Regions from separate parts of the Mus musculus genome. Here all the other regions are linked to region 7. Evidence: chromatin contacts called from public HiCAR-type, HiChIP or PLAC-seq, Micro-C and promoter capture Hi-C data. All regions are on one chromosome and are shown on one strand. Each heading gives the region's core, a stretch centred on a gene start, on an enhancer-like site or on the middle of the called end of the contact. The rest is flanking DNA. Distances are from core to core; before and after follow the strand shown. Region 1 has its middle 170 kb from the start of Gm32357. Region 2 has its middle 97 kb from the start of Gm32357. Region 3 has its middle 68 kb from the start of Gm32357. Region 4 has its middle 140 kb from the start of Gm32357. Region 5 has its middle 39 kb from the start of Gm32357. Region 6 has its middle 13 kb from the start of Gm32357. Region 7 holds the start of Adamts1 (a disintegrin-like and metallopeptidase (reprolysin type) with thrombospondin type 1 motif, 1).

Evidence for each region. Promoter capture Hi-C pulls out the DNA fragments that hold promoters and counts their contacts. Hi-C and Micro-C count contacts between places; a contact is called where the count stands out from the background. HiCAR-type assays count read pairs that join an accessible place to other places. HiChIP or PLAC-seq counts read pairs in DNA pulled down with a chosen protein or histone mark.
Region 1: a HiCAR-type map of fibro-adipogenic progenitors shows a contact between it and region 7, with 2.1 times the contacts expected there. The contact joins the enhancer-like site here to the promoter of Adamts1 in region 7. A contact is called at or near these places in 2 of 39 promoter capture datasets (embryonic stem cells and liver), 4 of 484 Hi-C or Micro-C datasets (the C2C12 cell line, the HL-1 cell line, embryonic fibroblasts and 1 more), 1 of 115 datasets of contacts at active chromatin or transcription factors (fibro-adipogenic progenitors) and 1 of 9 other capture datasets (pancreatic islet).
Region 2: a HiCAR-type map of fibro-adipogenic progenitors shows a contact between it and region 7, with 7 times the contacts expected there. The contact joins the enhancer-like site here to the promoter of Adamts1 in region 7. A contact is called at or near these places in 5 of 39 promoter capture datasets (the 3T3-L1 cell line, 3T3-L1-derived adipocytes, cranial neural crest and 2 more), 8 of 484 Hi-C or Micro-C datasets (the 3T3-L1 cell line, the G1E-ER4 cell line, adipose-derived mesenchymal stem cells and 5 more), 3 of 115 datasets of contacts at active chromatin or transcription factors (embryonic stem cells and fibro-adipogenic progenitors) and 1 of 9 other capture datasets (adipose tissue).
Region 3: a contact with region 7 is called in a Micro-C map of brown adipocytes, with 11 times the contacts expected there. The contact joins the enhancer-like site here to the promoter of Adamts1 in region 7. A contact is called at or near these places in 17 of 39 promoter capture datasets (the 3T3-L1 cell line, 3T3-L1-derived adipocytes, the HPC-7 cell line and 9 more), 4 of 15 datasets of contacts at CTCF or cohesin (hippocampal excitatory neurons, liver, pro-B cells and 1 more), 144 of 484 Hi-C or Micro-C datasets (the 3T3-L1 cell line, 3T3-L1-derived adipocytes, the AML12 cell line and 68 more), 33 of 115 datasets of contacts at active chromatin or transcription factors (the NIH/3T3 cell line, PVALB interneurons, astrocytes and 25 more) and 4 of 9 other capture datasets (adipose tissue, embryonic stem cells, liver and 1 more).
Region 4: a contact with region 7 is called in an H3K4me3 HiChIP or PLAC-seq map of stem cell-derived neural progenitor cells, with 20 read pairs. The contact joins the enhancer-like site here to the promoter of Adamts1 in region 7. A contact is called at or near these places in 4 of 39 promoter capture datasets (the 3T3-L1 cell line, the SN4741 cell line, embryonic stem cells and 1 more), 3 of 484 Hi-C or Micro-C datasets (embryonic fibroblasts, lens fibers and muscle stem cells), 5 of 115 datasets of contacts at active chromatin or transcription factors (the NIH/3T3 cell line, embryonic stem cells, epiblast stem cells and 2 more) and 1 of 9 other capture datasets (adipose tissue).
Region 5: a contact with region 7 is called in a promoter capture Hi-C map of liver, with 3 times the contacts expected there. The contact joins the enhancer-like site here to the promoter of Adamts1 in region 7. A contact is called at or near these places in 6 of 39 promoter capture datasets (embryonic stem cells, hippocampal neurons and liver), 3 of 484 Hi-C or Micro-C datasets (the HL-1 cell line, embryonic stem cells and liver) and 3 of 115 datasets of contacts at active chromatin or transcription factors (embryonic stem cells, epiblast stem cells and hepatocytes).
Region 6: a contact with region 7 is called in a promoter capture Hi-C map of the 3T3-L1 cell line, with 12 times the contacts expected there. The contact joins the enhancer-like site here to the promoter of Adamts1 in region 7. A contact is called at or near these places in 8 of 39 promoter capture datasets (the 3T3-L1 cell line, 3T3-L1-derived adipocytes, the HPC-7 cell line and 4 more), 8 of 484 Hi-C or Micro-C datasets (the 3T3-L1 cell line, Sertoli cells, adipose-derived mesenchymal stem cells and 5 more), 4 of 115 datasets of contacts at active chromatin or transcription factors (embryonic fibroblasts, embryonic stem cells, fibro-adipogenic progenitors and 1 more) and 1 of 9 other capture datasets (embryonic stem cells).

What each region holds. Positions count from the first base shown.
Region 1 is chr16:86,068,288-86,071,015 of GRCm38.p6, reverse strand. No RefSeq gene overlaps it. Among named protein-coding and RNA genes, the nearest start is that of Gm32357, 170 kb to the left of the region's middle. Within about 2 kb of position 1,370, at least 10 of the 459 cell types and tissues checked have an H3K27ac peak or open chromatin away from gene starts, as enhancers often do. A contact at or near this core is called in fibro-adipogenic progenitors, where this site is marked.
Region 2 is chr16:86,137,039-86,139,775 of GRCm38.p6, reverse strand. No RefSeq gene overlaps it. Among named protein-coding and RNA genes, the nearest start is that of Gm32357, 97 kb to the left of the region's middle. Within about 2 kb of position 1,380, at least 54 of the 459 cell types and tissues checked have an H3K27ac peak or open chromatin away from gene starts, as enhancers often do. A contact at or near this core is called in adipose tissue, adipose-derived mesenchymal stem cells, embryonic fibroblasts and 1 more, where this site is marked.
Region 3 is chr16:86,302,757-86,305,456 of GRCm38.p6, reverse strand. No RefSeq gene overlaps it. Among named protein-coding and RNA genes, the nearest start is that of Gm32357, 68 kb to the right of the region's middle. Within about 2 kb of position 1,391, at least 32 of the 459 cell types and tissues checked have an H3K27ac peak or open chromatin away from gene starts, as enhancers often do. A contact at or near this core is called in the C2C12 cell line, the C3H10T1/2 cell line, the NIH/3T3 cell line and 7 more, where this site is marked.
Region 4 is chr16:86,093,280-86,095,979 of GRCm38.p6, reverse strand. No RefSeq gene overlaps it. Among named protein-coding and RNA genes, the nearest start is that of Gm32357, 140 kb to the left of the region's middle. Within about 2 kb of position 1,294, at least 45 of the 459 cell types and tissues checked have an H3K27ac peak or open chromatin away from gene starts, as enhancers often do. A contact at or near this core is called in the NIH/3T3 cell line, the SN4741 cell line, embryonic fibroblasts and 1 more, where this site is marked.
Region 5 is chr16:86,195,397-86,198,096 of GRCm38.p6, reverse strand. No RefSeq gene overlaps it. Among named protein-coding and RNA genes, the nearest start is that of Gm32357, 39 kb to the left of the region's middle. Within about 2 kb of position 1,361, at least 4 of the 459 cell types and tissues checked have an H3K27ac peak or open chromatin away from gene starts, as enhancers often do. A contact at or near this core is called in hepatocytes and liver, where this site is marked.
Region 6 is chr16:86,221,936-86,224,635 of GRCm38.p6, reverse strand. No RefSeq gene overlaps it. Among named protein-coding and RNA genes, the nearest start is that of Gm32357, 13 kb to the left of the region's middle. Within about 2 kb of position 1,420, at least 16 of the 459 cell types and tissues checked have an H3K27ac peak or open chromatin away from gene starts, as enhancers often do.
Region 7 is chr16:85,801,673-85,804,408 of GRCm38.p6, reverse strand. Adamts1 (a disintegrin-like and metallopeptidase (reprolysin type) with thrombospondin type 1 motif, 1) reads left to right here and starts at 1,296. Exons shown (of 9, transcript NM_009621.5): 1 at 1,296-2,431. The coding sequence starts at 1,699.

The sequences.
Region 1 (2,728 bases), core at 121-2,620, 270 kb before region 7:
TTCATGCAAGTTATTTGATGCTAGAAAGTTCACTGAGATGTGTTTAGGGTCTGTATTGTACCCTATTTCGGTCAAGTGTGAATGTGTGTTTGAGAATAGCAGTTACTCTAAAAATAATTCTCAATTAATTTAATCAAGAAGAAACATTATTTTGCTAAGTATTAATATACTTAAATAATTATTCAAAGTAATTAACACCCTGGCACCCTGACTCTCTGCTACAGAGGAGTGATTGTCAAGATGTCTCAGAATTGAAATAATTCATTTCTCTCATGCTGCTTTTCTCACAGGGAAGTAATCTTGGGGAACAACAGCACAGTCCTTGCAATTTAGATAAAAATGAGAGATTAAAAAAGGAGAGGCAGAGAGACAGAAAGAGAAAGAAGTGGGATGAAAAGTCAAAATTGGTAGAATATTTGCACACTTGTCCCTAAATGCCTTCTTTCTATATGGGACTTAAGTACATATGAAATTAACAGCATAAAGATCCCTTAAGAATTACCATTTGTACCCAAGACTAAAATAGATGTCTTCTCTTTTTGATACTGAAAGAAATTGCTCAAAAAATCAACAGGATATACACAACACTGCTATATAGTATACGATTTATATATAAAACATATACAAGCTATAGAGCTATAAGGTTATAGCTATATATAACTACATAGCTATAAGGCTGTTATACATTATATAGTTAATCACGTATTTTCTAAATAAGTGAAAATGTAGCAGAAATCATAGTTTTTATGTTTCCTAATAATGAGTTCAAGATGTCTTAGGCACACATTACAGAATTGTTACAGTTCAAGATTGTCAGTAGGACAGCAGGCGTCCACATTCAAAGCGTGTTTTCCTTCAAGAGCCCTCCAAATGCTCAGATCCTCTCCTCCCTCGGTGAACCTCACCAAGGAATGAGTCAGTTTGGGTGGGGACTGTGCACAGCACTCTCCGTGAGCCCACCAATGTGTTCTTGGCAGCCACTTGAATCTACTGGCAGAGAGAGGTCATCACTTTATATTTCTTGCCACATCAGAATGGGTCTTGTACAAATATAATCAAATCTTGGAAATGTATAAAATACAGTCTTAATGTTATTGTTTTAAAGAGATTTCCATGGACAGTGGGAATTTGTCAGTAATAAGCATCTTCTTGGAAACCAGGAGTATCCTTTACCCAAATATTCATATTTTAAGATAGTTAATCATATTTCAAATCCTGTCAAACCAATTTATTACACATAAGGAGAAGAGTCACTCTCCTGGATCAGCAGGGTTGAAAGAGAATTACAACATGGCTTTCTTCACTGACTTTCTCACTCTTTGGTTTAATTTGGAATAATGTCACTGTCTAGCCCTGTCTCTTCACATGTCACTGACCAGCCCTGTCACCTCCCACGTCACTGACTAACCCTGTCTCCTCCCATGTCAGTGACTATCTCTGTCTTCTCCCATGACAAGAAATTATGAAACTATGTTAAGAACAGCATTTTTATATTCCCTTAACTCACACTTGGAAAAACAATTGTGTCTATGTATACTTTATATCATTGAGAAATAGGCTAACAATGATATTTCAGCTTATTGTCTTAAAAGAGTTTTTAATAGGTTTCTGTAAAACTTGTTACAGATTTGAATTGCATTCATTAATGGCTTCGGGAGCCTTGAATGAAATGAAAAAAATTATCAATTATTTATATGACTGCTTTAGGTATCAGATAATAATTTTGTTTCTAATAAAATATTGATAGAGATCAATGTGCACAAAGATTAAGAGACATGTCATAATATATATGTTTTTCCTATCAATACTATGTTATAGAGATCAGGGTTGGGAACATAGCTTTTTTGTAGGGTGCCTTCCACCATGCAGAAACCCTGGATCAACTCTACATGAATCCCAGATATAATGGCACATATATCATAGTCCATATATTCATCTTTCTCTCCTCTGTTCCTCTGGCTTCTCTCAGAGGGAGGTGCCAGTCCTTTCAGAGACTGAATGGAGTAAGATAAATTTCAGAAGAGACTAAGCACTCTGTGTCAGCATTGTTGCAGCTCAGTAACTAAACAAGTTATAAATTAGATGCCCATCTTCACTACCATCATGATAAATACTTAATTACAGTAATTTAAAATTTTAAAACATCTGTATTATATTTTTTCCTTTTTATTTTATTTTTATTTTTTATTAGATATTTTCTTCATTTACCTTTGGGGATAGCATTTAAAACACCTGTATTTTAAATGTGTGTGTGTGTGTGTGTGTGTGTGTGTGTGTGTGTGTGTGTGTGTGTGTGTGTGTGAGATCTATGAGGCAAATGCTTTATCCACTGAAGCACCTTCCCAGTTTCCAGACAGATGTGATTTTAACATGAAACTCCATTTCCCATCACCCAGAGACCATACCAATGTTGAAAGCAAGAGTAATTTATTTCCCTTCTATAAGGAGAGATATTTATCAGAAGTGAACTTATTTCACATGTTTATGAGTGGAAAATCAAGTTTTATAGTCAGGCAATTCTAAGGACATTCAAATGCAAATTTCTCTAAGTATAAGGTGAAGAAACTTAAGAAGCTGTAGTGAAGCCCCTGACTTCCCTGAGCTCTGAGGGGCAGCAGTGGCATTGAAACACTGGTCTCTTGGGTCACATCTCTCTTAGCCACTCCACAAGCTTATTCGTTATGTAAAAGAGAGGCATTCCTGTGGTTTTCAAGTAATGTCTTAGTTG
Region 2 (2,737 bases), core at 131-2,630, 340 kb before region 7:
TGACCAATGAACTATAGAAGCATGATTGGCTTAAAGCTAACCTGAAAAAGCTACAATTTACTGGATCTTTTTATTTATAGAAGACTCTGTGACTCTCGTCCTCTCTCAAGGAGTATGGACACCTGCCTCACAGGAAGAAGTGGGACCAGAGTAAGTCTTGTCAGTGTTGTCTGTCACAGAAGTCATCCGGTTACTTACAGCCTCCACACACTCCATGGACCTTTGAAGTGTCTTTCCTTTGTAATCGATTCTTCTAGAAGACCTGCTCAAAGCTGTATGTCCTACAGAAAAGGGATAATGCCACTCTCCCCAATAGAGCTTATGAGTACAGAATCTTATGGAAGTGTGGACTGTTATTACATCAACCAACCCTGAGAGGTCTATGAGCAGTTTCTTCAGGATGCGACTATTTGAATGAAGCAAACAGTCTCAGCAAACGATATTAAGTTCTCAATAAAATGACTGAAAGGTGAAAGAGGTTGTCTAGTTTTTACCTAAGAAGGCAGCGATATGTCAGATGGGCATTGCTTTGAAGGTTGTTGGTACATGGTCTTCTTTAATATTCTTTCCTCTTGATATCTAGGCAATATTAACCCTTTATCCAGGGATAATTGTTTTCCTGGTATGTTACATGACATGTAAGATAGCTTCAAAGAGATAAAGTTGCAACGCGTGCAGTAATATTTATGACTCATAATCTTGCATTGTTTTCTCAATACTCTTTGCTTGAATTCATCCTGGTCTAGAGTTCCTTAGCTCTTAACTGGCCTCTATATTCAATTGAAAAGAAAAAAAGGCCATGAATTTGACAGCAAGTAAAGGGGTGCATGGAAGGAGTTAGAAGGGAGAATTTGTAATTAAAATTTCAAAAATATATACTTAAAAATTAACCACAGCCATCAACCAGGAAAGACATAATCTATCCACGAGTACAAAAGTACATGTGGCTAGATAATAGATAATAAACATAGCTATTTATAAAGACAAAATAATTGAGTAATATTTTTAAATGAGCAGATAAAACTATATATTCGTAAGTAACCAGCATATTACATTTTTACCTTCAGATGCTTCATATCATTTTTAGATAAAAGCCAAAGACAGTACTGAAACCTGTATATCAAACTTCCAAACACTGGCTCCTTGAGTCATTTGAAACAAATTTTGGCAGGATTTTAATTTTGTTTGGTTTATTCTCTTTGATGTTCATGTCCTTCTACAAAGCATTTTATTTTATTTTTCTTTATTTTCTTTGTTTAGATTTCCAACTTTATCCCCCTTCCTAGTTTCCCCTTTACAAACTCCCTATCCTCTCCCGCTTCCCTCTGCTTCTATGAGAGTGCTTCAGCACTCAGCCACCACCCCTGCCTCAGTGCCCTAGCATTCCACTCTGTTGGATCATCCAGTGACCAAGCCAGCTGAGTCAGTCAGCAGAGTCTCAGGCGAGGGAGTGAGGATTGAAAAGGAAAAAAAAACAGTTACACAAAATGATAGCCTGACTCCAGCCAGGGCTGAGGCTGAAGCAGCCTTCTTTCCCTCCAGCCTGCTTTTAATATCATTCTAGGTCCATCCAGAACACGGTCAGTTCTTAGATCAAAGACAAAGTGATGAAACAAAGTAGTAAACAAGGATATCACACAAGATAGTAACTAAGTAAAGTAGTAAGCAAAAGGATCACACAAGCAAAGTAGCAAACAAAGCCCCACAATCATTGTTTCTCATATTCTTATATGAGCCTACTTCCTTGTCTGAGCCCAGTGACAAATGTCAAATTCCTAGAAGTGGCACCAAAAGCTCTCAACAAATCAAGCCTACACACGACCCAGGGGCTCCCCTACCATCGATGCCAGACAAGTCAATTCTGCTACACATGCAGCTGGAGCCATGGGTACCTCCATGGGTACTCTGGATGCTTTGGGAAATCTGAGTTGATTGATATTGTTATTCTTCCTATGGGATCGTGTATGGGAATATGTTGAATGTAAGTTAGAGTTTTCTATCTGAAAAACGTTAAACTTTTTTTTAGTTGAATACAATATATCTTGACCATAGTTCCTCCTCCTCCCACTGTTCCCAGCCCCCACTCACTTCTCCTCTGTCCCAGATCCACTTGTCCTCTGGTTCTCTTCAGAAAAAGAGCAGCCTTCAAAGGACAGCAACAAACCAACAAACAGGACAAAACAAGATACAATAATTTTTGACATAAAAACACATATCTTGAATTGCAACTCAAATTGTTGGGATAAAATGTCCAAAATGATTAGTTATTCATTGCTCACAGAGCTCCTCCCCATTTCCCCTTTGAAGAAGAGCTAAGGTTCAGCCGTCTTCTTTTTTCTGGATATTTTCCTGGAACATCACTTTCTGACATCTCCCAGTCATGTCTAACTATTCATTTAAATAGGCCAAGCTTCTGTCTTATCCCTAAAAGATGGGTTCATTTACAAACAGAATGGCAAAAGCCTCAACATTTATCTCACAAAATTAGGGCAGGGTAAGTTAAGAATGAGATTAATTTGTTGTTTCATGAATAAACTAGCAACATCTATAAGATTAAATAATTCAAGGAATTGCCAAAGCTCGGTGACTTATTAGCTTCCTGAAATGTAGCAGCAATTTGTCACAGGATAAATAGCAGAAAACAGCATAAATATATTTGTCCACAGTTCTGGAGAGGAAAAGTATAACAGCGCAAACCTTGGTGGAGGCCTGAATCTTCTAGGATTGCTTCTTTCTG
Region 3 (2,700 bases), core at 142-2,641, 500 kb before region 7:
CAATAAATATAACATTAAAAGTCCAGCACCCTCCAAATAAAGTTGCTTTGTTTCTAGTCACAAAAGAAAAAAAGACAAAATTCAAAAAAAATTCTTTTTGATGTCTAAAAAAGTATTCTAAATGTTTTCTGTTGATAATAGTGTAAAAATGTTTCTCTCTTTTATGAATAGTTTAACTATGTTTAGAGAAGTACACAACAGCATCATTAAACTTTTTTTCTAATATAATCTCATTTTTTTTATTTTTTATTATTGGGTATTTATTTCATTTACATTTCCAATGCTATCCCAAAAGTCCCCCACACCCCCCCCCCCACTGCCCCATCCACCCACTACCACCTCTTGGCCCTGGCGTTCCCCTGTACTGAGGCATATAAAGTTTGCACGACCAATGGGCCTCTCTTTCCACTGATGGCCGACCAGGCCATCTTCTGATACATATGCAACTAGAGACACGAGCTCCAAGGAGGGGGGTAGGGGGGTGGTGGTGGTACTGGTTAGTTCATATTGTTGTTCCACCTATAGGGTTGCAGATCCGCCCAGCTCCCTGGGTATTTCCTCCTTATACCCATATCTTTTACACAACTGATTTAAGAGGATTTCTATGTCCATGATGCAGAAAATAACACTGCCCAAAGCTAGACCCCTGGAAATCAGTAGATAATTGTAGTTGAGCCATGAAAGAAAGAGAACTGTAATTTCACAGATTTCAAAGAATGAATAGTCTTAGTTTGTGAATTTGTTTTCTTCTGGGGCAGATTATGTTTACTTTGTTTATTTTTATTGTTTTTTTTTTTTAATTAAAGTTTAAGAATATGTCATTTCCAGTGCCAGGCTTGGTGGCACACGCCTTTAATCCCAGCACTCGGGAGGCAGAGGCAGGCAGATTTCTGAGTTTGAGGCCAGCCTAGTCTACAAAGTGAGCTCCAGGACAGCGAGGGCTGCACAGAGAAACCACATCTCAAAAAACAAAAACAAAAACAAACAAACAAACAAAAAAAGATGTCATTTCCTCCCATATTGTCTCCTTACTCAGTCTCCAATAATTAATTCTATATCCTCCCAACTTAACGATAAAAATTAAACATAGTATCCTAGCATCCAAACATTACTTGCATGCCATAAATTTCTACCATTTGTCTAGACAGGTTGAAATTAAAGGCAGTTGAGGGCCACCTGTCTTGAATGCTGAACATCCAACTCAAGTCCTCAGCAAGAACAGTCTGCAGTCTCTCCAGTCTGGCTACAAATTAGATTCCTTCCTTCCCACCAAATGATACATGCTCACATCTTCTTTGTTCCACTTCCTGCTCTTTTTCATGGTAGAGCAGAAGATGTGAATGAACAGCAACTGCGACATAGCCTGAATTCCTTGGTCTTGAGACTTTGTTAAATTCCTTCATGCTTGTGACCTCAATCTGACTCAGATTCTTAGGACACAGAGAGAATGCAGTATGTGCAGTATCTTGCTAAAATGACTCCTCATCTGTGGACTGGAAAACACAGTCCCTTGTGACCCTTTGAAAACCCAGGAGTACAGGACACCAGAACACTGCCATCAGTAACAACTAAGCCGTGCTCATCAGAGATCATAGAGACTGAAGCAGCAGCCACCCACGGATCCTGCATGGGTCTGCGCCATATCCTCTGCATACATGCTGTAGTTATTTACCTTGAGTTTTGTTGGACTCCTAGCAATGGCAGTGGGCAGTGCCATTGACTCTTTTGCCACACCGTAGGACTTCATCTAGCCTTGAAGGAGGGCATATCCCTAGTATTATTGAATCTTATTGTACCAAGTTTGATACCACAGGGAGGCCTGTTCTTCTCTGAAGGGAAATGGAGGAACACTGGGTCTGGGGGAGAGGAGAGGTGATATGGGATCTGAGAGGACGGGATGGAGAGGAGACTTAAATACCTACATATTGGATTAGACAGAATGAATAAATGAATGAATGCATGAATGAATGAATAGAGAAAGTAGGAATCAAGATATCACTTTCTATTTTTCTTTTGGCATTTTGCTCTCCTGTACTCTAACATCCAAACTTATTGTTCCCAATTACCTGAATTAATTACTTTCCTTACTATTGTGACAAAATATTCATCAAAATAAACTTAAAGAAATAAGGATATCGTCCATCATAGTGGGATCATATGCGGGTAGGCTATGAGGCAACTCATTATATTGCATTGCATTAACCAGGCAACAGATACCTACAGATACAACAGTACTAAACCTCGTTATTTAACAGAATTATTCTCCAGTAACCAGAAACATATCCAGGTAACCTACATTGTGAGGTTCTTAAAGTATAGAAAGTAGATAGGTATTCAGGAAATGGCCTCTCTGGCTTTTGTAGATGGCATAGTAATGTTAAAGAATCCTAGGAAGCAGACAGAGAGGGCCCATTCAACAGGAACCCACATGTGAAACAGACATGGGAAAATTAGTCCACTGCGTTGGCCGAATGGAATGTAGCAGATAGTTAACATATAACTACACTCTCCACTTTGTGCCAAGGAAACAGTTCTGAGATGTACAAGACCTTCTGAAGGTAATGTGGGTTTGAGTAGCCTAGGATGGTTTTAGAGATTCTGATAGGATTAAACATCAAACCGAATACAAAAAACTTAAAAGTGCTGTGCCAAGATAGATAATATGATGTGAGGAGCTGAATTACTCCCCCTTATATTCTA
Region 4 (2,700 bases), core at 45-2,544, 290 kb before region 7:
TTCAATACCAGATTTGGGTTTGTGACAATTGAAGTGTTCAAAATTTTAGACTGAGCCACTATTGAATTCTCTCCTCATCCAGAGATCAGACTGATATTATTGAAATATACAGCTACTACCATATAAGTCAACTTAAAATAAATCCCTTTTCATAATGCCCTCTCTCTCTCTCTCTCTCTCTCTCTCTCTCTCTCTCTCTCTCTCTCTCTCTCTGTTAGACATACACACGCATATATACACACACTCATTCATAAACATTCATACTGCATCATGAGTGTGAAGACAGAGGACAACTTAAGGAATTTAATTTTCACTTTCAATGATTTAAGCCCTAGAATCTGAACACAAGTCATCAGGTTTGGCAATAAGGGCACTGAGCCATTTTTCCAGCCCCATGACTTCTTTGTAAAGCAAAAATATTGAAAATGATCTAAGCAAATTTTATTTTTGTAAGATCATTCACCAAAATCAAAGAAAATAAGTAGATAATGATAAGAATTAATAAAAGATAAAATAGGCATAATGCTGTATTGCCCTTTTGAAATATATGGGAGTAATACAATTATAAACAAAAATAAAGACTTTCATCCTGTAGGCTACCAGTATTTGTTCCATAGATATGGTAACCAGAAGCACAAAAATCGTTGTAATATACAGATACAAAGCTAAAAAACAAAGTCAAACAAATGTCATACATTTGGGAATTTTTGGCAAACATATCATGCCTGTATTTACGTAAAAGAATGAGATCACTTAGAGAAAAGGATTAAAGGAATAAATGGAAAAAACTGAACTTGTATATTCAACATTGAATAGCTGGGTAATAGCAAAACACACTGAATACTAGAATATTTTTACACATTTAGTGATCTCTGAAAAAAATGGAGGATTCTATTGAAAGAGATAGAAATAAAACAAAACAAAACAAAATATAATTTAAATGTCAAAAATTCACTAAAAGACAGTGCTTCAAAAAGATGGGATAAATGGAGATTTATTTATTTGAGGCGCCTTTACTCCTATAGCTTCAATTTCTCTCTGAGGTACAATGAAATTGATATCCCAGAAAAATATATTTCCTCAGCAACATTCTCTCATTGAGGGAATCAAAGAAGCTTCAGAATGCTAATGAAACTTACAAGACCCAGGAAACTTAGGAAGTCCCACATTCCCAAAGCACCGCCCATTGGCTATAAATGTAGTAGCTATCTCTGGAAGGGAGAGACTGGATAGGAAACTCCAGAGATGTAGCTTCAATGACTCATCACCATGCTGACCTGGGCTTTTCAGGAATGCAGTGGACCTTGAGTCACTTATGCTTTTGTAAGTAACCCCACACCCACATTCTTGCCAGTAAGCCCAGTAAACTCACTGGATCATCAATTTAGCCTTTACTGGAATCATTTCCTTGACCTATTGTCAGTGTTCTGTGTGCAGTGAATAGACCGTTGTTTGTCTCTCCTGGGCAAGTCACAGAGCAGGGGCAAACAGAGAAAGACAGCAGAGTTTCTCATAATGTCATTGTAGGCTGGGTGGGATACTGAATTTAGAGCTCTAGGACTCATAGCCTGACATGGTAGCACATGTCTGTAATGACATCACTGGGAGATAGTGACAGCTAGGTCTATGGAGTTCATTGACTATAAATTTAGCTGAATTCGTGAGATTCAGTTTCAGTAAGAAATTGTGATATATATGTGTGTGTGTGTGTGTGTGTGTGTGTGTGTGTGTGTGTGTGTGTGTGTGTGTGTGTATGTATGTTAAGGAAAATATCCCAAAGTGTCAATCTCATATTTTACTAACATGTACACACACACACACACACACACACACACACACATGCAGGCACACACAATACATACTCATGCAAACAAACAAATATTTGTTTGCAACACATACATAAACAACCCCCCAATACCTATGATTTGTCATTTCTGAACAGCAAAATTAATGGGAACTAATTGCTTCCCTGAATGAAATGTCAGCAGTTGTATTATACTAAGCTGCTCTGCATAACCTTAAATACACTGAAGTCAGACAACCACAGAAGAAAAAGGAAATAAATGAATTATTTTATCCAGAGCTTTTCTAAAATGCCTTAGAAATCACTCCAAAAATATAACTTTCAACTCAAGTCCTTGGGTCACTCACCTTTCTTTGTTCTCTTGTGAGAATCTTTGTTTCCTTTCTATAGTGTGACATTCACTCTGCCCAAAGTGACAAATTCCAACTTGTCTCTAAGGTAGTCCCTGAGGGTAGCATGGACAGAATAGAACTGTGGAGCACTATGCTCATCTTCTCTACAAAGGAGGCGTCCTTCCTTTAGCCTCTCTGTCTGATCACAGCAAGAAAGATTGAGTGTCCTTTTTCTTGTTCCTGGGTTTTGTTTTGTTTTGTTTTTTCTTTCTTTCTTTTTTTTTCTTTTGGATTCATCATTAATACAGAAGAGAGGTCAAGAGGGAACATGCCATGTTTTGAATGTCTACCCTGAAGTAGAGATGGTTTTTGTCTGACTGAAACAAAATTCCATCCTGTTAATTGCCTTCAGCTCTTTCTCAGTCCTGTACATTATTTTATAAAAAGTTCATAGCTACTACTCTGAAATTTTACCAAAATAATAAATCACAGTGACTCAGCAGTGTCTATTTATAAAGAAGCCCTACAGAACTGAGGTTCATATAGTAAGCTGTGTGCAATATA
Region 5 (2,700 bases), core at 112-2,611, 390 kb before region 7:
GCCCCTCCTGCCACCTGGCTTAAGGGGGAAAGATCAGTGCAACTACCATTCACCCCACATAACAACCATACATATAAGGGGCACTGCCCAAGGTGGAAGGGAATCAGGAACACTCCTACAAAAAGGAAGGGGGGCCCATCTAGGTTGGGAGGTATAGTGCCATTGCCCTTGGATACTGGCAGTTCACACCCCTCGAATCCAGGTAGCATTAGTTTTAGTAGATACAGCTGAACACAATCACTCATCTGTGAAATATTTTGAATCATCTGAAAACACAACAATCCCTTTAGCTGATGCAGCATAGAAAAAAAGGCAATTGTAGTGAAGCATTAGATGTAAAGAATTGAGGAAACACTTGAATGCGTCAATGGCATGGGCCTCAGGAACACAGACTAATTCCCCAATGTAGCTCTTCAGTTCTCACTAGCAGAAGCAGTCCCAGCCACAGGAACATCCACGTCCTCACAGCTCTGCTTGTTTTGAATTGCTCTGGTCAGCCGTTCTGGGACCCACAGCTGTTGTCAGTGATCCTGGGGAAACACACAAACAGACCCTCTCTCCCAAACCAATTGAGAGCGCTCCTCTCTCACCTGATTCAGCGCCTCATTGCCTCTCTGGAGTTCTGCAACACCGTCAACACCGGTGGGCAATAACTTCCACACCCTTATGGCAATCTGATTCACCTGCTCAAACACCTGCACTGGATATCCTGTCTGTTGTTGTGCAAAGCGACCTTGACCAAGCAGCATATCCCTATCCCATGCTGGATTTCCTGCAGCAACTTTAGCCACCGCCTGTTTATTTGTAAATTCAATAAGGAAGGCTTTCCAATCTAAACACTGCCCAGGTGAAAGGCATGCCTTTACCAAGCCTGCCCAGTCTGACAGCGTCATGCAGTGTCTATTCAATGCCTCTACTTGAGCCACAATATAGGAGGCAGTTAAGCAGTACACCCGCACGGACTCAGCCAAATTCCTGATTACTTTGAAATCTAGAGGCTCATGATATCTCTGCCCTGCTTGGTCCGTGAAAATAGGACATCCCAGCAAGGAGAATCTAACCTCTCTCCAAACCTCCGGACAGAAGGTCCTTCTATATGCGGCTGCCGAGGAGGCATAGGGAGGGGGCGCAGAAGCTAATTCGCCTTCCTCCTCCACCTCAGCTTTTATTTTGTCCTTTCTGTCCACCTGAAAACTCTGTGTCTCCTTTCTTTTTCTTTTTTCTTTTTAAGCCCTTCTCCTCTTCCGACATACTCTCTTGTTGCTCTATAAGGATTTTCTGACCTGCCTTGACTGCCTCTCGATTCAAACAGTAACAGCGTCCATATATCAGAACAAACAAGACCAAAACTATCAGACCTACCCACAAAGGGTCAATGGGAGAAAAAAGCATAACTACACAGCGAGGATCTATTGATCACTACACTGAGCTTATCAGAGTTCCTTAACTTGTCCCAAAGCCAGGAACCTTAACTTGTCCCCATGGTTTCACTTTTACTTTGTGCCTGCTTCCTGGCAACTTTATATTTGCCTCTATTTTATCCGAGGTCCTTCCCAAACTCCTGGGGTCCTAAGTTTCACTTACCGTGAACTTACCCTGCTGGCAACCACTGACTGCTGAAAGTTCTGAACTCCTTGGTGGGGGAGTCGGTTCCCTATACAGGCCACCAATTGTCGCTTCCGCTCTCGACCAGCAAGAACGACACGACCACCAGTCCTTCTAACAGCAGTTTATTCAGCAAACTTCCGTCTTCATCTCTCTCTCTCTCTCTCTTCAACTTTTTCTCTCATCTTTCTCCCCCAAACCCCGGGCCTCTCGCTCTTATATACTCTCAGTCCCCATCCACTCACAGCAGGCCACGTCACCTCACCAGGCACACAGCTTCAGCCAATCAGGGCAGCAGGGGCATGTCTCCACCAAATATGGACTTGTTTAAACCGCCAGCATCATGGTGCACCTGTGCAGCTCTCACGATGGTCTTAGCTATTTTCAGGTGTATGAGGAAGTCAGGTGCAAGTCATAAGACTTAGCTGCAGTCCTGGGCGCCAACTTGGGACTGCCGCCACACCTGCTCCTCACAATATATGACCAATTCTAGAATTATTCGCGGTACATTTTGCCTTTCTGATAAGTTATTTTGTTAAATCATTTACTTTTATTACACAATGGCAGAGTTTGTCTATTTTTCTCACTTTTCTCTTGAATGTGTGAATTATATACACCCCCCCCCACACACACACCACGCTGATGGAAGGCTGTTATTCAGTTAACTTTCTTCCAGCATACATACATGTATGTTCCTATGTCAAGTCATTCTGAATGTGTTAAGAACAGGGCTAAAACTCAAGAGAAGGTTTTCCATTAAGGTACATAATAATAATAATAATAATAATAATAATCATCCTAGTAATCTCCTTAAACAGAATTTAAAAAACACGCAAAATACAGAGAAAACCTTTTCCCTCATGTGTTCAACACAGTCTACAATGTATTTATGTATATAAGTAGCTTGCTGCAAGTGTAGATAAAGTCTAAAAACACTAGACAAGAAAGTGAGAGTGTATAAAGTTAGATAATGACATAGGGATGGGAATACACCAGAAACCATGTGAGACATGGAAGGATAAAGGCGTCTGAGGAAGGAACAGGCTCCAGGAGGAGAAGCTGGAGGTGTGAGGGAAACGGAGAAAGAAAACCATA
Region 6 (2,700 bases), core at 171-2,670, 420 kb before region 7:
GAAATAATAAATAGGTACAAGTCTTCAGATTTTATAGGGCTAGACTCATAGCCTTTTTAAACTCTGCTGGTGGAATATGGCTGCCATATGGCCAACTGGCCAGCAGCTCCTGCTACAATATCTTCCCCATGGTGGACTGTATTCCCATAAGCCAAAACCCTTCCCCCATGAAATTGCTTCCTATCTAGTCACTAACAAGATAAATAACTAAGGCATAGGTTGAGAAATAACATGTAGTGCTGGAAATGAAATATCATCACAAAAGTCTTGAAACCCACCCTAGTTATTTTGACTGATAGCCAGATATCATTTTGAATCTGATAGCTGGCAGAGAAACAGGAAGTCCCACTGTCTTGATTGGAAATTAAAAGTACAGTTACTGAAACTACGCACTTTAATTTGCTGAAATCATGAGTTTTCTATTTTAACGATAGAATTTTCACTATCTAAGAAAAGAACAGCAAAAAAGTTTCTCCACACTATATTCAATTATTAAAAAATGAGCTCTCATATTACATTTAGTCAAATATTTGAAGCTTATGTATTTGATTTAATTAAGTCAAATTATGATACACCAAAAAATTATTATAACAGTTTTCTTCACCAAGGCATAAAATGTCAGTGATTTGTGAAATAGCCTATTAGATAGTGCTGTTGTTTATTTATGAAATGCTTTAAATTCTATGAGTTTAGAGGCCTGTTTCCCAAGGTCTACTGTTGAATGGGGGTGAAGCTTAAAGATGGAAGCCTTCTAAGAAGTTTGTAGGCTTTTTGGGACATATGCTGAAAGAAATCATGGAACCCAAGTCTCCTCTTCTCTTCTTGTTTTCTTCCCCACCACAAAGAGATTAATTTTGTTCTAATTATCACATAATCTCACCATGGGCCTAAAACAACTGGAATATACACTTGGAATTTTAAAGTCTGTGAGCCAAAATAAGTCTTTTACTTTATATAGCTCGATTATCTTCAGTGCCTCTCATTCTAGCAATATAAAGCCAACTAGTGCACTTATTTTTAAATCTATAGCTGTAGATGGAAAGATAGCATAAGCATGTAAAAGCACATATGGTTACCAAGAATTCAAGTCAATAAGCAACGCACAAACATATTTTTAGGTCACACATTAACAGGACATATTTGGAAACACCCAGCACTTTAAATAGATATGTTTTAAGGCAATTTCTCTTGTGCTATTTTATTAGTTACATGGAGTACAGTTAGAAACTTATAAAAACTCCCAATCCCTTAATATCCTGATGCTGCTTGTCTGGCCTCATCAATGGTTCTTACTCACACCCATGCCTGATGAAGCCAGTCATTTTATGTGAACTCTATTCTGGGATCTCATTCCTTCCCATCACATTCTAGCACCACACCTGCCTAGTCAGACTCTCATTCTCTGATCGGTTTCACCATGTGTTTTCAGTGTGTCAGTCCTCTGGAGGCTGAGCGTGGCTGGGGAATGTTTCATCAGCCTGCTGATTGGCAGAAATTCAGGTCATTATTCAATCTCAGCTGTTCTCCCAATGTTCTTTAGAAAGTTATTTTTGTAAAACCCCAATGACATCCGTTATTCAACCCCTAAAGTCTAGTAACTTCAAATCACTCTCACTCTTAAGACCTTTAAAGTTTTTCTTCTCTGAAAAGAAGCAAGCAAACAGAAAACAAAAACAAGACAAAAACCTAACTAACCAAACAACAACTACAACAAAGTAACGGTCTTGAGTGGTGGACACATTCTGACAAACATTGTACCTTGTTCCCTTCTTTCTGTCTCTCTTCTCTTCAGAGTCATCTCAGATTAGTTCCTATATCGGTCTCCATGTTTGCAGATTTTACTTCATGTTTGTTCACTATGACAAATGACTTTTCCCGGGATACATATGGAATATTGACTCATTCAAGTGAGAGATGAAATGACAGATATAAGAATGGATTCTTTGGAAGTCCAGTTTAGCAAATATGGTTATTATAGTTTTTTTTACAAAATGTTTTGTGTAAGCATGGGTAAACTCAGATATAGCTCTACCACCTAGAAGTCCGTATGTTCATTTATAGAATTCTACATGACTAAAAAATTCCATTCTGGTCAATTGATTTCCCTTACAAAATTTTGAGGAGCCAAGGAGCCTTCTGAGGATATTTTAAAACTCCATAAGCTTCCTTATCTTTTATCCTTCCTCCAAGAATTAATGGCGATATGCCAGTCATTCTGTAAATTGCCATGCTGCTCTGACCTAGATGTCAGTGGTCAAGTCCAACTCAAAAGGAAACAGCTACTAAGCACAATGTCACTACCATCACTTTCTTTTTTTGGTTTTATCTTTAACTCAGCTTTATTAGCTTTTTGAGAATTTTATAAAATAATTTTTTGCTCATATTTTTTCCTTGGCAATTTCTCCAACATCCAAAACTCCTCCTTCCCTACATAGCCAACTTCGTGTCTTCTTTTATTTATTTTTTTCTCCATCAAGTACAATTCCTTTTTCCCATATATTCTTAGATGCGCTGCCTTGTGCTGGAATGTGGTTACCTTACTAGAGAGAGTAAAATTAAGCAAAATTGACCTCTCCTTTCTCAGAATCTATCAATTGCCAATAGCTCTTGGGCTATGTGTTAGTTTGACTTCATGCCAACTCCCCATTTCATGCTAGGATTTGGTCTCATTTGACAGTATACTTACATGAAGATTCTGCA
Region 7 (2,736 bases), core at 47-2,546:
CAAGCTTGTCCTAATGCCTTTCCGCCAGTGAGAGCATTGTGAACTATTTCCTTCCTCTGGGTCACAGAACCCCTCCCTCTTTCTCAGTTCAGGAGCCTCTCTCGACTTTTTCTTAGGGGCCGGGGTTGGAAGGGCTCAGCTTTTGTGACTTTCGTAACGCGGATGCTGCCTTTCCCTTCCCGGTAGGAAGCGGGGAGGGGGGGGGAGGGGAACTCGGTTTCCTTCCACCCCATCACCCAACCCTCCTTCCCCCCACACCGTTCCCCCCCGCCGCCGCTTTGGACTTGATACTGAAGTGGGGAATCTTAGATGCATCTGTCCGCCTGGCCTGCGGCCTGCAGCAGCTGCTGTTAAGATTTTGGAAGAACGCAGACTAGAAGGGAGTTGCTTCTCCAATGAAGAAGAGAAAGCAGAAATCCCTTTTTTTTTTTTTTTTTTTTTTTTTTTTGTCTCTAGGGAACTAAAGCTGGTTCCAGATAGACTATTCTGGAAAAAGCCAAGATACACACACACACACACACACACACACACACACACACATCGCCCCACCCCCACCCCCCACCCCAGAGGTCTCTAGGTAGGACTTGAGGAAACTGTTAAGGTCGTTCCACGTGGATTTTTAGAATCCAGAGTTGGAGAGGTGCTCTATGAACCACCACCACCACCACCACACACACACACACACACACACTCTCTCTCTCTCTCTCTCTCTCTCTCTCTTCCTCTCTCTTTCTTTTCTCTTCCTGAGAAGCGCAGAATCAACACTTTGCCCAAGAAAAGCTGGGGTAAAGAGAAGGACGCTTTAGCCATGGTGCCCATGGAAACGTAGACGAGACGGAAAAGTAGGGTGCTTTTTAAGAAAAGGCAGCTGTAGCTAATAGCCCACTTTGGGGCAGAAGAGGCTCTGACTAGGGGAGAAAAGGAATGTTGAGGAATCTTTTCAATTCGACCCTCTTTCTTGGAAACTGCAGCCCAGCCGGGGCACAGGAAGGGCGACAGGAAGCAGGGTGGTCCGGGAATCAGCAGCCGAGAGATGAAGTTAAAGGTTCACTCTTTTCCCCAGAGCAGCCAGCGCTGTACAAAGTGCTGGTCCCAGCGCTGTTTCGGCGTCTTACACCCCCAGAGTGACGAGCTGTGGCGTGAGGCCAGGGCGGAGGCTGCCCCCTCCCCCTTCAGGCCCCGAGGCGCAGAGCTCGGTTTAGCACCGACTGAGCTCAGGGGGCGGTGTCGCAGTGTTGGGGGAAGGAGGGGCTCCTATGTGGCTATAAAGGGGCGGCCGGGGCTGCCTGGTCCTTGCACTCGCTAGAAAGCAGCTCCGAGCTAGGTGCTATCGCAAGGCCAGAGCGCACAGCCCGGCGGAGAGAGCAGATCCTTGCTCAGATCGAGTCAAATCGGGGCCAAGGCGGAGGACGAAGAGTCCAGGCTCCTATTCTGGACTTGTTCCCCAGCTCCGGGGGCGCTTCTAGGTCCTGCAGCAGCCAGCAGTGCGGAGCCACCAACTCGGTGCTGGAATGAAAAAATTCCCGCGCGCCAGTGCAGAATCTTTCTAAGTGACCCGGAGCTTCGGGTGCTAGCTCTGCACGAACTTTCCCATCAAAGTGATCGTGAATTTTAAGCATCAGGAGCAGGCCAGCGAAGCTCTACGCGTCTAAACGTCTATCCAGACCAAGAGTTCTCTGCGGTGCAGGGTGCGGTGCCATGCAGCCAAAAGTCCCTTTGGGGTCACGCAAGCAGAAGCCCTGCTCCGACATGGGGGACGTCCAGCGGGCAGCGAGATCTCGGGGCTCTCTGTCCGCACACATGCTGTTGCTGCTCCTCGCTTCCATAACAATGCTGCTATGTGCGCGGGGCGCACACGGGCGCCCCACGGAGGAAGATGAGGAGCTGGTCCTGCCCTCGCTGGAGCGCGCCCCGGGCCACGATTCCACCACCACACGCCTTCGTCTGGACGCCTTTGGCCAGCAGCTACATCTGAAGTTGCAGCCGGACAGCGGTTTCTTGGCGCCTGGCTTCACCCTGCAGACTGTGGGGCGCAGTCCCGGGTCCGAGGCACAACATCTGGACCCCACCGGGGACCTGGCTCACTGCTTCTACTCTGGCACGGTGAACGGTGATCCCGGCTCTGCCGCAGCCCTCAGCCTCTGTGAAGGTGTGCGTGGTGCCTTCTACCTACAAGGAGAGGAGTTCTTCATTCAGCCAGCGCCTGGAGTGGCCACCGAGCGCCTGGCCCCTGCCGTGCCCGAGGAGGAGTCATCCGCACGGCCGCAGTTCCACATCCTGAGGCGAAGGCGGCGGGGCAGTGGCGGCGCCAAGTGCGGCGTCATGGACGACGAGACCCTGCCAACCAGCGACTCGCGACCCGAGAGCCAGAACACCCGGAACCAGTGGCCTGTGCGGGACCCCACGCCTCAGGACGCGGGAAAGCCATCAGGTATAAGAGTGACCCCCATCTCTCAGTCTTTACGAGGCGTGACTTGGGGTCACACTCCAGATCGCCTCTAAATGCGAATGACTCAGACTTGCAGTGAATTGAAGTTCTGGGTCGTGACCTTCCCGCTCCCCCCCCCAAAAAAAGTGTGACCATACTCTGCTAGAACACTTATTTGCCCGAATAGTTAATAATTTGAGAAAGAGAGAAAGAATCGGAGGTCCTGTAGATAAGGGCTAAGCGTTTCCTCCGCGAAGCCAATAACCCGACTCCTTACACTGAAGAATCTCTCTCCATCCCTTTAATGC